2 separate regions of the Hordeum vulgare genome follow, and region 1 is linked to region 2. The links are chromatin contacts, called in public Hi-C maps. All regions are on one chromosome and are shown on one strand. The core of a region is the stretch at or near the end of the contact, and the rest is flanking DNA. Distances in the headings are between cores, read along the strand shown.

Region 1 (2,700 bases), core at 144-2,643, 540 kb before region 2:
CTTGTGTCTTAACTCCTGATATTTGGGAATACTTGTATGCCCACTGAGCATAGCTCAAGTACTACAATGACAAGCAAATACCAAGGGGGTCGCCTTGACAATGACAAGTTCAAGTTCCAGTATCTAAGAGTAGACCTTCAAGTTCAAGTTCAGATATCGACCCTGTATCTAAGAGTAGACCTTCAAGTTCAAGTAGAGAACACAAGAAATTTCAGACCATGGAAGTTAGCAATTGACCCGAAACCTTAGGCTAGCTAAATTACAATCTGACGCAAGCGAGTGAGCCTCTTGATTTCTGTGTCAAGATACAACCTTTCGTACTGACAATGGACAGATGAATACGTGACCCTACATCTTGGGTCATGTTAGCACTCATTCATCAGTAGAGCATAGGAGATTTGGGTAAAAACATAGCGAGCTTGCGATCAATCAATCAAAATAGGTAAAAGGAGCTAACATCCTGAGTTAATCCGCTGGGTCAACCCTCAAGCCAGAGCATTTTGTACAGCTCTAATCGGAGAAGGATCATGAGACGAGCTGTGTGCATCACATCAAAGATGAAACTATGAGGGTCGGGCACGGTGGCGATTGACTGACCGCGGGGTGTGGCTCGTAGGGGTGGTCCTCCTCGAGGTGGACGCAGAGGGAGCCGAGGTCGTAGTCCTCGTAGCAGTAGGGGCAGGCGACCTCCGGCCATCTTGCCTCCTCCAGCTGCATCTCCATCTCCATGTCCATCTCCCCGTCGTCCTCCATGTCCATGTCCACCTCCTCCATCCCCATCCCCATCCCCATCCCCGCCATATCTGCATCCAGTCCAACATGAAATCAGTAACATGAAGCTAAGTAAGTAAATCCAGTGAAGGGGGGGAGGGCGAAGAGGCAAGGTGAGACGAGAAGGGCGCACGCACCGTCGATGTGGCCGAGCTGCGCGGCGTAGAAGCGCTTGGCGGCGGCGAGGCGCGAGATCCAGTGCTCCGAGTCCATGATTGGAATGGATTCCTCTTCCGGAACTCCTCTTGGTCCGCTTACTCAGCCAGCCGCTTCCGCCGGTCCTCACCTCCTCAGCTACACCACCTAGACCCGTCGCTCCGTCTCCCTCCGCCGCCGAACTCCGACAGCGAGAGACCAACGACGGGCGGCGGTTCCCGAAACGAAGCCTTTTTCTTCGGGGGATTCGCGCTGCGGTTGGCCGTGTTGCTTAGCGCGGCAGTGACCCAGGACCTCAAAGGGGGATGGATTTTTCGGTTGACGGAGGAGGAGGAGGAGGAGGAGGAGGCGACGAGGAAGCTTCTTCTTATGAGGGGAGGAGAGGAAATGGGTGAGAAATCGGGGCCTTTTCGTGCAGGGTAGCAGAGCAGAGTCGCGTAGTACCGGTCGGTCAGCAGCAGCGGCCGGGCCGACAGCTACCCCGTGGCGTCGGGGTCGGAATGGTGGTAGGGCGATGACGAGTGGGCGCACGGGGCGTCCGGGTCCCGGCCGGCGGTGGTGGGTTGGGCCGCGGTGAGTGCGCGACGTTAACTGCGGGAGGGAGGGAGGGAAACCGCGTCGCGGTGGTGGGTTCTGGTGGGCTCGCTCGTTCGTCACGGGGTAAAAAGAGATGAAGGGGGAGGGAGAGGTGTCGCGTTGCGTGGTTGGTTGCGGAGGGTGGAGCCGCGGGGGAGGGTTTGTTTTTTAGTATTTTTTTCTGGTGAACGCGGCCGGGGGCTGGCGAAGGGAGGGAGGATGGGGACGCGGGGCCGGCCGAGCGCGGGCGGGGAAACGAGGAGGAATTTGTGGTGCCGTGCGCTCGTCGCTGGCGTCAATCGCCGTCACGCGGAATGCGCACCGTTTCTCTCTAGGATAAGAATGGAAAGCACTGTTGTCAGCAGGCCGGAGCTTTTAATACATGCACCTTTTCTTTTGTTTCCTATAAAATAAATAAACAAAGGGGACTGATCTGCGCCGGCGCGCCGGCCCAAACTTTCGGCCGGCCGCGCGCGAACCGCAGGATCCACCAACCCCGGGTTGTCTGCACCGTTGGATCCGCATGCAACATTTTTTTTCCCATGCAGCAAAATTTCGATGCGATGCAACAATTTTTTCAACGGTTGCAACAAAAAACAAAATTTGTAGCAAAAAAAATATCTACGTGATCGTAGCAAAAAAAAACGAAGCTGATGGTGCGTGGTAGCAAAAGTTAAACGCCGGTTGTAGCAAAATATTTACGTGACGTGTATGCAACTTTTTTAGTGAACGGTTACAGCAAAACATGATGTCGGTTGTAGCAAAAATTAACACGGTTGTAGCAAAAGTAAAAAACATCGATTGTAAGAAAAATTTGAAGAACTCGAGTTGTAACCAAACGTATATGCAGCAAATATGACGCTGGTTGCAATAAATTTACATGCGAAAAAAAGCTGCATGAAAAAACGTTTGTATTAAAAAAACATACGGTTGCTGCAAATTTAACGAAAAAAGTAGCGAGCATCTGCGAGCGAGCGCGCAGCCCGCACGCGACCGGCCGAACGATTCGGCCGACGCACCGGATGAAAACGGTTCCCATAAACAAGTACTTCTTCCATTCCTAAATATAAGAGCAACTCTAATGAGGTGATCCATTTCGTTTGTGGTCGTCCGTTCGAGTCTGCGCGGATAAAAGTTGTGGCCCAAAGCGCGGACCCATTCCTAAAATGCGTTCGCTTCGCGTCCGTGTCGACCCAT
Region 2 (2,700 bases), core at 88-2,587:
CGGATGCCCGCATCCAACACCCATGCACCCACTCGCCTTGTACTACACTGTTGTCCACCCAGGATCCGTCCACAACCAGGTACCCTCCGCCCCCTGTCGACGGTGTCCATGTCGGGCCCGGCAGGTGTTCGTTCAAATGTCATTAAGCTTATTTTCGAACTTCATGTCTATTTTTAAAGTAAGAAGGATGGTCGAGTACTTGACCATGAAGGATGATTTGTTGTGCGATACGTGGTTGGTCGTATCTACAGATCGTATCTACAGACTTCATAGGCAGGAGCAGAAAGGGGCTCTTTTGGCAAGGCGTGTGTGGTTCGTTTCATGTGCCGGAAGCACATTGCGCCCCATGCACATCATCCATGAACGCAATATGAAGTCATTAGCGTATCGATGGTACATCATTCAAAACTTCATCACAAAGTATTGTGGCCCGGTTGATTGCGTGGAGGCAATGTGATCACTGCGCACGACAACCATGAAGATCGTAAGTTTTGCTTCTTCTTGTTCTACATATTGATTAATTCATTCACTCGCTCATCGTTGGTCTACATGTTGTGTAGCATGCACGTGCTGCTGTGATGTACTACAGGTCATTGGACCAGTCACACAAATGCATTGTTAGATGAAGCTCAAGGAATAGTATGTGGGACAACATATGCCAGAATCCTCGAACTGGAATTAGTTTCGTTGAATTTGATCTATCCATGAAAAACTTGTTGAACAACCAGTCGAATTTGAACCATTATTGTACTTGACATATTTGCATGCTATTTATAGATGATTTATGCTATCTTTATCCAAACTTTGATGAATTTCATCGTGTTAGATTAAATTCGTCGGGTTAGATGAAACCTGATTTAAAATGTATATAGATACTTTCGCATTGCCACTTCCTGCATCCGTCAGACACGGATGCGTTGTCCGGTTCTAAGTGCCATCTTTGTTTCTGGCGCTTTTAATTCCAGCGTTTCATTTGTGTGTGTGTGTGGGGTGAGTTTGGGGGGGGGGGGGGGGGGGGGGGGGGGGGGGGGGGGGGCAGGAGGCTTGATTGCGTGACGTGTATCTTTTTTTTCTATTGACGTGTATCTTTCTTGTTTTGCCTGGAGGTGTTAGGTGCGACAAGAGAAACGGAGAGGTGTTAAGTGTGACAACTGACAAGAGAAACGATGAGGTCGGTATCGATCGTGCAAAACTAATCATGAACCAGGCCTACACTAGACATTGTTAACGCTAACACATGCTCAATCATGGGAGGAGCCAGGCATGTCAATCCTGACCTGCGAGAGACTACATAGTCGTTAGCAATCGATTATGGCTTTCCCGGTACCATAAGTTTATTGCCCAACCGCGTCAATGATAGAGATGCTCCAAATGTCAAACACTGGACCACACTCTACCCGCTACACCTGCCTGGGGAGAGCAAAAAATACAAACATTTTTTAATATCGAAGTTCCGAAAGCCACTTGTGCCAAGTTATCCGGATCGGAGACCAGCCGCGCTAATTAACACACTACGAAAATGGACAACAAAATCCAGGTTCAGCACCCAACAGAAGAAATAGTATTATGCAACAGAACAGAGGCGACTCTGCCCATAAAATTATACTCTGCCTTGGGCACATTGTACTTACACATAGGGAATCGCATTGCTCCAACGAATTAGTAAACTAACAAGGCACACGCTTTTTACACTGGCCGATTGTCGAGGCAGCCATCATGTGTGCCACCGGACAAACAATACAAACCTGCCTGCTGTACTACTACATATACCAACCCACCGAGCAACAGCTTCTCCGTTCCACATCTAGCACACTTTGCCCCCAAAAGGGGCAGAGTCTTATTATTGTCCGCCAGTATCACTCACTACCTGCATAAAATGTTCACCGGAGACAGGAGCTCTTATTCACTGTAGTCTGACGAGTATGAGGTTGCGCCTTCATCTTCATCTGCATTCACCTCAACTCCATCGTCCCCATCGTCACCTATATCATCATCCTCGTCCATCTCATCATCAACATCAGCGGAAGCCTGGTTCACGTCATATTCTTCCTCGTCGCCCTCTCCGTCCCCTTCAGCATCTTCATCATCATCCTCGGTCTCATCATCCATCATGCCATGTGCATGGGGTCTTGGCCCACCAGAATAGGCTCTCGAATAATCTGGAACCTGCTCTTCCTCATACTCTTCGTCCATGGGCTGGCCATTTTCCTCATTGTCTTCTGATTGATCTGATTCGGATCCAGAGCTGTTCTCGTCACCTTCACCTTGGATGTACGGTCTTCTGCTCTCCAAGCCCCACTCTTCTGCACCTGAGCTTCGTGGAGACTCCTCAACAGCAGAAGGCTTCACATTGCTAAGCATGCTGAAGCTTCCCAACAGATTAGCCTTTGGAATCGATCTGCCTCTGCCCTCAGATGATGGCTGCCGAGGCCTAACTGTTCGACGTCCGCGCCTACGGCCACGGCCACGGCCACGTCCTCGACGTGCATTCTTTCTTGGGGCTTTCTCATATGCAGCGTCCTCATATATATATTCAATCCTAGATGAGCTGCTAATACCTCTTGGGATCCTTCCACCTCGACTTCGACCTCTTCCTCCCCTGCTACCTCCTCTACTTCCTCTTCCACGACCCCTGCGGCCACTACTGGGAGGCCCCCTTGCATCATATAGGTCAAAACCAGTTGGTTCCAACGGCTCTAT

Evidence for each region. A called contact is a pair of places that touch in the nucleus more often than the background predicts.
Region 1: a contact with region 2 is called in a Hi-C map of leaf, with 3 times the contacts expected there. The contact joins the promoter of LOC123444073 here to the enhancer-like site in region 2. A contact is called at or near these places in 4 of 6 Hi-C or Micro-C datasets (leaf and seedling) and 1 of 1 datasets of contacts at active chromatin or transcription factors (embryo).

The regions. Positions count from the first base shown.
Region 1 is chr3H:424,220,388-424,223,087 of MorexV3_pseudomolecules_assembly, reverse strand. It overlaps LOC123444073 (protein DEHYDRATION-INDUCED 19 homolog 3-like), which reads right to left and starts at 1,393. Exons shown (of 5, transcript XM_045120682.1): 1 at 909-1,393; 2 at 598-803. The coding sequence starts at 984.
Region 2 is chr3H:423,676,733-423,679,432 of MorexV3_pseudomolecules_assembly, reverse strand. It overlaps LOC123444072 (homeobox-DDT domain protein RLT2-like), which reads right to left. Exons shown (of 18, transcript XM_045120680.1): 18 at 1,565-2,700. The coding sequence ends at 1,900. Among protein-coding and RNA genes, the nearest start is that of LOC123444072, 22 kb to the right of the region's middle. Within about 2 kb of position 1,337, at least 2 of the 3 cell types and tissues checked have open chromatin away from gene starts, as enhancers often do. A contact at or near this core is called in leaf, where this site is marked.